Regions from separate parts of the Arabidopsis thaliana genome. Here region 2 is linked to region 1. A link is a contact called in public capture Hi-C data. All regions are on one chromosome and are shown on one strand. Each heading gives the region's core, a stretch centred on a gene start, on an enhancer-like site or on the middle of the called end of the contact. The rest is flanking DNA. Distances are from core to core; before and after follow the strand shown.

Region 1 (5,873 bases), core at 2,872-5,371:
TTGATTGGTGACTTTCAATGTTTCTATATAGTTGGAGGGTATAGCTATTATATGCTAAAATTGAAATTCTAAAACAGTGCTTATTTTAATTGTAGATAAAACAATATCTCATTTGAAAGTTTGAAACAGAGGCATTGCGAGTTATGTAAGAATATACCTTTTCATAATTTATTTATTTCATATACTATTAAAAACACACTAAAAACATACTAGTGAAACTATTATCAAAACACTGTATTTTTCATATTTTGCATCAAAATAAATTGATGTATTAGGAAATAAAGCAGTTCCTTTTATTTAATACTGTTTTTAATACATTACAACAAAAACGGCATTATCAAATGGAAATTGATATTACTGTGGTACACAAATATACAAGAGATACAACGTGTTTACACATTCGATGAAACCTGAGGAACTGGTATATAGCCGTTAGACTTTAAACCGTTAGCGCCGTTTAATTTCTCCAAAGAGATTTCATCGCTAGATGTTACTAATGCCTTCAAATCAGCATCCGTGATTCTCTGAAAATTTTGACAAATGAAAACACATTAAGTTCGAGATATTTTTTCAAAATAAAAGTTTGAGATTTTCTTTTCTAAAACTTTAAAATCAGTTCGTTTCTTACATTCTTATACCATATATGATTAAATTTGTTAGTTAAACCGTATTGCATGCATGTGCACGAGGAGATACAAAATATATAGAAATTGAAAACCTTTTTATTCTTGGTTAAATCTCTGAATAGTGAGAAGACAGCGTTCAATTTCTCATCATCGAGTTCATATCCCAACTGAAAATAGAAAATATACACATAAGTAAGTATATGAATCATCTAATATTTATCTCTAGGAAGTGTAATCTAGTAGGTAGGTACAATTGTCACAAGGAATACCTCTTTCAGCCGATCTTTCACAGCGTGACGTCCACTGCACATTTCCATTGTTGTTAAAATTAATATATAAGAAGACAAATAAAACAATTGTTCGTAGGTAAAAGTATCACTAAATAGAATATTAACCTAAGCTTTCCAAGAACAAGGCCGGAATTTTGAGATTTTACAATCCCAATATCTTCTGGTGATAAGATCTCATAAGTACTCCTATTTTTCAATATTCCATCCTGAAAAATATTGGAACAAACATCATATAAATCAATTTAATCTCGTATGTATTTTTATTATCACATATATAATGTAAATGTTTATTTTAGTTATAGTGTACATCTAGAATATTCGATTAGTGTTGGTTAAAGGGATTTTAAAAACAAAAATCTAAAATAGTTTATATAATTTCTTAATATCCGTGTTTACCACCAATTACGAACCTGATGAATGCCGCTCTCATGAACAAAACAGTTCGCTCCAACTATGGGCTTATGTGCTTGAACATACAAGCCCGTGTACTCTTGAACCTGCTCAAGAGTTTACATAAATTTTTGTTAATTAATTATATATATATATATATATATGTATATATATGGCATGTGTGAATATATACCATCTTGCTGGTAGCCATGATTTGGCGTGTGTCTATTTTTGTGTAAACCCCATTGATCACATATGCCCCTCGACATTTCAAAGCCATCACGACCTACATACCATTTAAATGGTCATGTTGATAATGATGATCATGATCATGATCATGGTAGTGATGAGATTATGGTAACAAAAATGATGATACCTCCTCAAGCGACGCATTGCCACTTCTTTCACCAATTCCGTTGATAGTTACTTCGACCTGTCTTGCTCCCGCACGTATACCCTATATATATATCATGTAAATTCGTTGTTTTATATGTTCATATTTTTGTCACATTGAGAATCTATATTAGTAAATATATATATGAAAATATATCTAACACACACACACAAAAAAAGAGTTAGTTCCGTACGGCGATTGAGTTGGCGGTTGCAAGACCAAGGTCGTTGTGACAATGAACAGCGACGACAACATCGTCAATTCCAGGGGTGTTTGCTTTGAGATAAGTCACGAGTTCCCCGTATTCATGTGGCATGTTGATCCCTACCGTATCACCGATGGTCACCACCGTAACACCGGCTTTTATGGCTTCTCCTAGAATCTTGCATAGGAAATCCTTGTCCGACCTGAATCACACTATATTTTAAAATCAAATATATATATATATATATGACATGATCATATATGTAAAATTCGCACAAAATCCATAACATATCTAGTAACAGCTAAAACCGCCTTTTCTATTATGATCTAGAAATCTAGTGTTTGAAAGATCTTAACAATGTTTTAGTGACAATCTAAAAACCATCTTATTTGAGTTCTTCACTTTTCCTGAACAAATTCTTAACATAACATTTTTTCCCCACTTATCTATTTTCTATTTTTGCAAAATCCAAAAACCAAATTCTAAAATCCAGAAACCAAAAACTATATAAAAAAAAACAAAAAAACTCACAATCATTCATGCCTTTTGTTTGTGAATTATTCTTGCCAAAAATATACCCAAATGTCAACGCAAACATAAGTTACTAACAAAAATAGTTTGGTAATACAAACTAAGCATAAATAAAACTAAACCAAAAACGCAGAGAAACAATTGAGATATATAAAGGTTTAAAGATTTGGACCTGCCGCCATCTTCGCACCCAAACTGGATGTCATTGAAGCCCAAGCTTTTAGCAAACCTAATACTACTCACGGCCATCTCAATCACTTCTTCTTGAGTCTTTTTCAACTTATATTTCATGTGAATGTCACTAGTAGATGTGAATACGAGTATCCTTGGCCTCTTCGCGTACTTCAGCGCCTCCCAAGTCGCCTCAATGTCTCTATGTTTGCATCGAGCTATGGCGCATATCACAGGGACGTAACCTGTTTCCTCATCCACCTAAGCAAAACAACAATATAGTAATTAATGTTCGTTGTTGTCAACTTTGACCGTTACTCGCTCCATTTGGGAGCATTCATGAGTTTCAACACAAAACCAACTAGTAATGACTATATAATATTAACTCATATATTGTATATGCTAGAATTGTATTTCTGATATATATGGGATTCTTACACTTTTACACATAATTTTGTCATATATATGTCACAAAAAAAAAATCTTAACTATACGACCGGCTCTAACTAATCATGTGCATGTGCTTTCTCTAACCCGTTAGAACTTGGCTAATTATAAATAACACTATAACTAGAAGAATAGATGGTAGGAAAAAAAAACACGAATAAAACTACATCCAAGTGAAGGAAAACAAAAAAAGCAGCAGGCTACAACAAACGGATTAAAATAAAAATAAATAAGGACCGCAAAATTAGTAGTAAAATTTAAATACTAATACAGTTTATAAATTAAGACAAATAGTCCTAATGTATTCATCAGCCGTTTTTGAAAAAATTCTAAACACATAATTTGTTTTCTTTATTTCGGCCTCAACTATAAGGGTCATGTGCAATTTATCAACTATATATATATAGTTTGAACATAAAATTATATCAAGTTTTTTTTTGTGTGTTAAAATATGTACATAATCATTTAAGTGAAGGAAATAAAGAAAAAACCTCATTCCCCACAGTCTTGGCGATGGTCTTAATGGTTTCTAACTCTTCTTCAGATGATCCCGGAAAACCGACTTCCATGATGTCTACTCGGAGTTTAGCGAGCTGTCGGGCAATCTCTAGCTTCTGCGGCGGAGTGAGGGATCCACCAGGAGATTGTTCACCGTCACGGAGCGTCGTGTCGAATACACGCACATAGTTTCCGTCGGGAAGCTTGTTCGGTATGTACTCCGGCCACCGTTCCACAACGGGTTTGAGATCAGTAGAACTAGTTGCCGCATTTTTGGACACAGAAGAGCAACATGAGATGAACAATGCGGGGTTCTTGTACGAATGGGTCAGGCGGAGAGAGTGCAGGGAAGATTGAAAGGGTAACACTGACCGGCCAACCACGGTGGAACCGGTGGTAGGGATCATAACGGAAGATGTCAGAAGCGATGAAGCCATCACTATGGAGTACGTAGGAGAAAAAAGAGAGAGATACTTTACTTTAATGTGGAGGAAAGATAGTGTGGGAATTGTTTTGAACATTATACGATATAATTTATCTATTTATAGAGAGATTTTTTTATTTATTAAACTTTTTAGTATTAGAAACATTTTGATGTTAAAAATAATAAACATTTGAGTTAGCGGAATAAGAAATTATATTCGATGAAAACATTAAACGCAAAATAGTATCTTCTTTAAAATTAAATATTATACTGTGTTTGATATCTTATTTTAGAATATTATACTTTCTATAAACAGTTTCGTATGTTTACATTTTTACATAAATATTTAGCTGTATACATATATATATATATAAGTGATATACCTATGTATAGAAAAGATACTCTCTCTGTTTCTTAATATTTTTAATTTAAAGTTTTTGCACGCAAATTAAGAAAATATATAAATCTCATTTGATTTATCTTTTTTTAAAAAAAATATCACCAATTACAACTAATCCAACCAATAAAAAATATGATGTAAAATATAATTGGTTAAAAACTATTAAATACATTTAATGTTTGCATCGAAAAGTGAAAACAATACTTATACTGAAAAAAATAAAAAACCTTTAAACTACACTTAGTTAGAAACAGAGGGAATAATATTTAAGTTTGAGGTAACAAACAAATCCTAAGTTTACTTACAACGATGTTAAACTCATTTTTTTTACATTTATTTGTTGTTAAAAATGTTTTAACTCATTTATACACACTTTAATATAGCCATAATATGTTTTGGAAACGGAATAACAAGTAATAGGTTTTTACCAAAATTTGTAGCATAATAGTTTATAGCCTGTAAGAATTTTTTTTTTATATACAATAACTAATCGATATGACCATATCTAAAATGGGGATAAAATCACGTGGTATGCACCTCCAGGTAGGTGACATACGATATTCTTTGTGATATTTGTTGCCTAGTTGGTAGTCTAATATAGTTAAGTTTTCTAGTAGTTGTCTTAGAATAAACACAGACTTGGGATATTTGTAATTAGTCAGTCTTACTAATTTTAATTTCTAGTAATTTTACTCAGACTCAGACAAAACATTCTTCACGTTTCATATATTGCTGACACGTTGATGCATTATGTCTTTGTCCCAAAAACTAAAATGATGCATTATGTGTCTGTATAGGTAGAACAAAAAGATACGATTTTCTTCTTTTTTTTTTTCTTTTTTTTTTTTGGTGCAATTCTTCTTATCATAATAATTAAAACAAAACACCAGTCCAGCCCATAGAGAAAATATAGCATATGTGTGATTTAATTAATTAATTTGCATATCAGTTTTTGTTTATGATACCAGTTTCTCATGGTGCATATCAATTTTGAATACGATTCATTAGGCTATGAGATTGGGTTCAAATCCTTTGGGTCGATCGTGAATGGTACAGTAAATATTTCTGGTTTTTTGAAATGCAATATATACAAATTGGAACAATATGGAGGAAGGTTTCAAACCCATTGGTGCCTTACCAGGTCTGCATCTAGCTAGATGCTGGCATGTGGATATTGTTCATTTTGTCAAAGTAGAAAAATGGATTCGGATGTTAATGAATGCATAATAAGGTTTAATTTTCGGCATTGTTCCTTCAGAAGTGATTAGCATGATATCATCACGTGTATGCTTGTATAGGTAGGTGAGTTGTGGATAACTTCAGCCATACAGTGCTGTGGGATTGGATACTAATTTAAAGTAATAAATAAACTATTTTACATTTTTTGCCAAAAAAAACAAAAAAAACTATTTTATATTATAATAAAAAATTAGATACTAATAATTAAATTATATCTAAATTATTTTACATTAATAAAACATTAAAACTTATAGATAC
Region 2 (6,586 bases), core at 288-2,787, 500 kb before region 1:
CATAAGTATTATGAAGATTTGATACCTCATTAAGGTCTAGGACTCTTGCTATGCCGGCTTTGAGGATATCCCTAGCGAGTCGGACCGCACATTTAAGATCCTCACTCTCCACTAGCTGCTCTAGAGGAATCAAGGAGATAGGTGGATTGAAGATGTAAGCCTCGACAGGGCATCCATACATGGCCATGATCTTCCCCGCGAGTAGTGCAAGGCCAGCTCCTAGAGAGTGTCCAGCGATCCAGATAGCTGTGTTTCCATATGTGGCCACAAAATATTGCATTGCTTGAATGGCCTGCACAAATCTACCCCCGCGGTAGAGGTTCTCGAAGGCGATACGAATGTTAAGCTGAACATCACAAGCCATAGTTTGTGGGCTTAAGATCGTTCCACGTAACGCAATAATGTAACGTGGAGGTACTATCGAGTTGGGAGTATTCTGGTAATTGATGTCGTTCTGGAAAACGGCCCCGTATATGGAGCCATCTAATGCGTCCCTAAGTTGTTGGTATAAAGTGAACCTGTAAAACGCCCACCAAGGTCTAGCTTTTGAGTCAGAACCACACCGGTTTTGTTGCCTATCTCGTTCCATTGTGTACACTCCTTGCACTAAACATGATACCAATGACGCTCGGTGGTACAAATTGTTCCTATTGAAAAACAAACCAATTACAGTATATACACCACAGAATCATCGAGTAGATATGTATATTATTTTGTTTGTGTCATCATTAAGAAATATTACTTGAATTTAATGTTGAAAGACACATGCAAAAGTATGTCGAAGTCAAAAGAAAAAAGAACCAATAAAAAACCATCGGATGAAGTGGTATCAATATATTTGTACAGTCAATTAATTATTTTTGTCTCTCAGATTTTTGTTCTGTTAAAAAAATAATGGTATCTAAATCGAATTTGCGATATTTGAGTAATAATTCGTGATCAATGTAATCATCTACTCTTTGTTTAAAAAAAAAAAAAGGGCAAAAAAGAATCCATAATCAATATTATTTTGGAAGGGAAGATATAAAATGAAACTGCATATTTACCAGTCAAAAGAGGGAATTGGAGGGGGACCAGAAAAGCTAAAAATCTCTCTGCGTGAGGCCATCAGCAGCTCCTCCTAATTCACACTTTCACCGTCTTCTCTTCTTCTTCTTTTTATCACTTACATGTTAGAATGGTATCCATTCATACTACATACGAAAAAGGTGATGTAACTAACAATAAAAGTATATAGTAATTAACTAAAACATAAAATTAAAATAATTAAAGTGTATGATAGATACAATGATATAGCTGTAAATACAAAAATATCAAGTACCCCTGGTTTTGTAACTGGTTTCACTTTGTGAGTGAAGTGAGAGAGCTACTGACGAAACCAACCAAAAACAAACACAGGTTGATGATCAACCTGAAGAGAAAGACATTTGAGCTAGTTTTAAAAATTCATTGTGATTGTTCTAACTCTAAGTCATCTATTTATATGATCAATGAGAGGAATTGTTGTTTTCTCTAGAAATAAAAATTGTCAAGATATACAAAAAATAAAGGAGGAAGATAAATATTAAATATGTCTTGTGTATCTCCACGGGGAATTTAGCCACAAATTTCCACAACAATTTCCTCTTTTCTTTTTAACAAAACGAATAGGAATACAAAACAAATAGGAAATTGTCGGTAAATTTCCCATGAAGATATTTGAGTTGAAATAAAGCTAAGGTGATTGAGAAAGCATATGGAAACTGTTAAATACTTTGGGAAAGTACCTGGAAAGATCATTTAATGTGTTGTTATTTAAATCTATGATAATTTTCTAAAACATATTTCAATAATAATTACTACTAAAATCTTTGAAAAAAATATCATTTGGAAAGACTTTCTAGGCGTCTTCGTATTGAAACCAAATGTATCATTTGGGAAGACTCAAAAAGTCTTCCAATGTAAATTTCATATATAACTAGAGTCTTCCTAAACACTGATTTAAAATCAGTCTTCAAATTAAAACTTAAGAATAAGTTTCATACACTTTTTAAATATTTTGTAGGGATAGTTTTGTGGATTTTTTGAATTTTTTACAAATTATAGAGTCTTAAGAAAATTAATATAAAAGTAAATGTGAAGAATTAAAGCAAATACATTATACATTTTTTTTTTGTCTGGGGTAAGCCCTTACATACTTCACCAAGGTAATGTATGTTATAACAACATCTTCATATATGCTTTAATTCGTGCATGCATCATCTTCATATATATGCTTTTAGAAAAACAAAATAAAAACAACCGAGAATTAAACAAATACCAAACACACACTGACACAGTCAGTCACACCACACAAAGAAAACGATTTCTCTGGACGTACGTCTACTTTTATTCCTTTTGCAAATTTTATATAACATTTACTTATATATTTTTTAAATTGTAATGAATTTTGACTAAATCGTCGACTAAAATAACCTAGACAAAAAAAAAACAAGTTATTTTTCTAAAATTATATTTGTTCCTATTATCCATGGTAAGCAACATGAGTACGGGGGAGAGATCTCCACGTCTCTTTTTTTAAGGGATCACATGGTTTAATTTGTATATAATGGCTGTGCTCGCAGCACAAATGAACGGTGCATATTTTCTTTGACTTTGGCAATCAATCACGCTATATACCTTAACACTCATTCAGCAGATAATTTACTCGCAGTTCACATTTGAAAAAAATGAAATACGACTATATAGTTGTACATTTTTTGGGTATACCATACAATTTTTTTAAGAAAACGGATGAACCATGTCCATATGACCATATCCAATCTTCGATTTGAAAAAATATACGAGTTTAGGTATAGAATCAAACCAAATATTTTTTTTAAAACGGATGAACCATGTCCATATGACCATATCCAATCTTCGATTTGAAAAGATATACGAGTTTAGGTATAGAATCAAACCAAATATATTTTTTTTAACTCAAATTCATATTCAATTAGACTTAGTATATAAAATTAATAAAAATATAATATATAACACAAAATACTATATTTTTATCTAAAATTGAATGAAAACTTAAATTCGACCCGATATAAATGTTGGGTATAGACTGGATATGTTATTTTAAATATGAAACCGATTGTCCGAGCCAATAAATTTTTAAATTGTTTACGTAACAAAATATTTAATGATAATGAAAGCGTTTTGGTATATTTCAAATCTATTTAAAATAAAGATTATATTTAATTTGTTTACACCAAAACTAAAGGAGTTCAATTTAAAAAAAAAAACATTGTAAAATAGAATTTAGGAAAAACATTCTTAATCAGAAATATTTATTTGTTTAAATTTAAGTATGATGGTTTGTTTTATTTTAAACTATATAATACGAAATGCAATTGACAACAAAATGATTGAAAAAGCTACAAAACATAACACCATTAAAGGTCGGATATCTCACCAAAACCGGCCATAATAAAATTGAAATCCAACCACAATCCATTTTTGTTCAATTAATGATTCCAAAACATGGAAAAGACAGAAAAACAAGATATGAACGGAAACGAACCATAGTGCCATGGAAAAGGGTAGATAGAGTGTTCCAAACTAACGATCAGCAGAACATAAATAAGAGGCATACATCAATTTAACCAAACAAAAAACCTTATTATATGGCCCTCTAATTTATCATTTGATGCACTCTTCAAGATTTGTCTCCAGGATCGGGCCTAATCAAACAGTTTTTCCAATTTTTCCTTAGGACGGAGTCTTGCTCCCACCATTGGTGAAGCCCATGAGCTGCCATAGACGAAGCCGATTTGTTCTTGTTTACAGTCATATCTGCTGATGGAAGAAGGTGAAGAGGTTCCATTGACAAATCAGACAGTGGTGATGATGATGATGATGATGTTCCTATTCTTCGGGTCCATGGATTTCTAAATGAGCTTCTAGAACCGATTCTCTCGATGTGGCTTGCTCCGATCTTAGACATGAAGATTTTGTGTTTGAAGTAATCAATGTATCCTGCACATATTGGATCTGCTGGATTCACATATAAATAAGGTATCCACAATGCTGTTTTGGAATCTTCTTGAACCTGTAATAGTTAAAGACAACCGTATTGATTTACAAAAAAAAAAAAAGTATCAATATAGGTTCTCGTAAGAAAATAAACTATAAACTAGTACTGGAAATATTTTCAACAATGTTGTTTTTTTTTTGTAATAATTTTCTAATTTGACCAACATGGAAAACTTGATATCGTGGCCTCGACTAACAAGATGAGTTCTTAATGACTAAACCACCATAGCTAATTGAATTCGTTATCCAAAAATGATCAAACATTTGAAATTCGTTAAAAAGATTATATATTTACCCGTTGATCAGTTAAGGCCATAGTAACAGTAGCTGCAGTAGCTTTGACGAGGCTCTCGGTGATTCGAAACACACCTTTAAGTAGAACGCCGCCAGGTAGCTGCTCTAGAGGAATAGATATGATGGGTGGGTTGAATATGTAACTCTCGAGAAGGAATCCAGAAATTTTCATGGTCTTCCCGGCCAGCAACACTAGGGCGGCTCCCAAAGAGTGTCCAGCAAGCCAGATAGCTGATTCGCTGTGTTTGTCAATCATAGCGCGGATAGCTTGTATGGCGTGGATAGTCCTGGGGCCTTGATGGAGGTTATCTAAGATGCATCGGATGTCAAGTTTCACATCAGGCATCCAAGTTTCTCCCTTTAGAACCGTGCCGCGGAAGGCAATAACATAATGTGGAGGTGGTTTCAAATTAGGGTTTTTTTGGTAAAGATTGTAGTGGTCGTATTCGAAAATGGCGCCATATATGGAGCGGTCGTCGTCGATCAAGGTTTCGAGTAAAGTGAAGTGGAAAAATTCCCACCAAGCCGTGGCTAGTGAATCGGGACGACGTACCCTTTTCTTAAGCCTGTCCCCTTCCAATAAGTACACTCCATTTACCAAACATGATGCCACTGAAGTTCGATGGTACGAATTGTTCCTATTTAACAAAACCAATATATCTTTTAGTAGCTAGCTAGTAGGTATTGGTATTTTTTTTATTACCACACATTGGTGGTGAGTGGTGATCATCAAATAATAATAAGAACGAAATGATAAGAGAAAAAGTGGAAATGAACACAATGTAGTTGAAAACAATTCATTTAATGAATTTAGTCTCTTCTGAAATATTTATTATTGATGTTTATTTTAAATAAAATTTTAGTAGTAATTTTAATACTTTTTTCAAATTTAATGTTAAATTATATTCAAAGAAAAAAGGTTAATATAAAATTCACCTGAAAACATATCTTTTTTTTTTAAGTATCAATACTAGTTTAAATAAAGTCATAACATTCATTTCATGTGACAATTAATTTGAAAGTTATTTTTTGTATGAATATATAATAAAAATGAAAGTATATAGTACATAAAGAAATGTAACTATTATCATAAAAAAATATTAAAATTAACAACTATAAACGATCTTAATTTTAAATTTCATCATTCTTGAATTTTGTTTTCATAAACAATAAAGAGGAATCGTGTAAAACTCATATCTCGGCCGGAAACTTGAAAAACAATTACATGTAAACTGGGGAATAAAGAAGAACATGACATTCTCAGTCGTTATTTTCCTCATAAGTGGTTATCAACTAAAACCTAAGAAATCATGCACAGCACATGAATTCATGTAGTTTTAATAAAAATAAACTAATCATCGTCTATCATAAAAGATTTTTAGGTTTGTTTGTTAAAGAATTTTAATATTCCCTCCAATGATCTTATTCCAATTCTTTTGTCGGATATATTTTTTTAAACTTTAAAACTGATATTTTTAAAATTTGAACTTGGTCTTAAGTTCTTAACTAAGAAAGCAAATTCTTGAACATTTTTATAGTATGAAAAATAATTTCAAAAGGAAGTATACTAAAATATATATATACCAATCAATAGATGTAAGATGGAAAGGGCCAGAGACGCTGAAAGCATTTCTATCTGAGGCCATCGATTCTTCTTCTTCTTCTTTTTCCTACGAGGGAAGAATTTGACAAGTGAAAACAATAAAATCAATTTCAATGGATGCACTCTTTTTGGCCACTGCCAACACTTTCATAATTAAACTGAATTTCGATCAAGATCTCTAATTACCAAAAGTTAAAACTACACAAAGAATAAGATTATACTTATGTGCTTTAAAAGACAGATTATACAAAAACATTGTAGGAACTTTTTCTTGGCTTTTTCATGGCACTCTTTACAATAAATACAAGGATTTCTTTTTATTAAAAAACATAAAGAAAAAAGAAAGATTTTGAAAATTACCCTTGTCCGTGGTCTTAATAAGTCAATCAGAATCGAACACAATCGAATCTGGTTAAGGAAGAGATCCCAGTAAGTAAATTATAGAGTTCTTCTGTTCTTTTTTCTTTCTTTCAAGAATTCCTTTTAAAGAACGATTTATAGATGCTAAAAGCTGAAGACTTTTTCTAAGATATGAAGACTTTTTTGATCCGGATCGGAGGTGTTGAGACCTCCCTAGGAACAACTTATCCCTTTTACATCAACGTGAGCACTAACAAGAGCCAGAATGTA

Evidence for each region. Capture Hi-C pulls out chosen DNA fragments and counts their contacts.
Region 2: a contact with region 1 is called in a capture Hi-C map of seedling, with 4 times the contacts expected there. The contact joins the promoter of AT5G24200 here to the promoter of MAM1 in region 1. A contact is called at or near these places in 3 of 26 Hi-C or Micro-C datasets (callus, root and seed embryo) and 3 of 3 other capture datasets (root, seedling and shoot).

Annotation. Positions count from the first base shown.
Region 1 is chr5:7,701,289-7,707,161 of TAIR10.1, reverse strand. It overlaps MAM1 (methylthioalkylmalate synthase 1), which reads right to left and starts at 4,121. Exons shown (of 10, transcript NM_001343784.1): 1 at 3,546-4,121; 2 at 2,609-2,868; 3 at 1,894-2,107; 4 at 1,683-1,763; 5 at 1,500-1,592; 6 at 1,327-1,413; 7 at 1,022-1,122; 8 at 896-929; 9 at 719-793; 10 at 189-524. The coding sequence starts at 4,073. The coding sequence ends at 393.
Region 2 is chr5:8,197,870-8,204,455 of TAIR10.1, reverse strand. It overlaps AT5G24200 (alpha/beta-Hydrolases superfamily protein), which reads right to left and starts at 1,537. Exons shown (of 4, transcript NM_001343849.1): 1 at 1,322-1,537; 2 at 1,047-1,193; 3 at 26-647. The coding sequence starts at 1,108. AT5G24190 (Lipase class 3-related protein) reads right to left here and starts at 4,699. Exons shown (of 2, transcript NM_122325.2): 1 at 4,355-4,699; 2 at 3,405-4,075. The coding sequence starts at 4,699. The coding sequence ends at 3,683.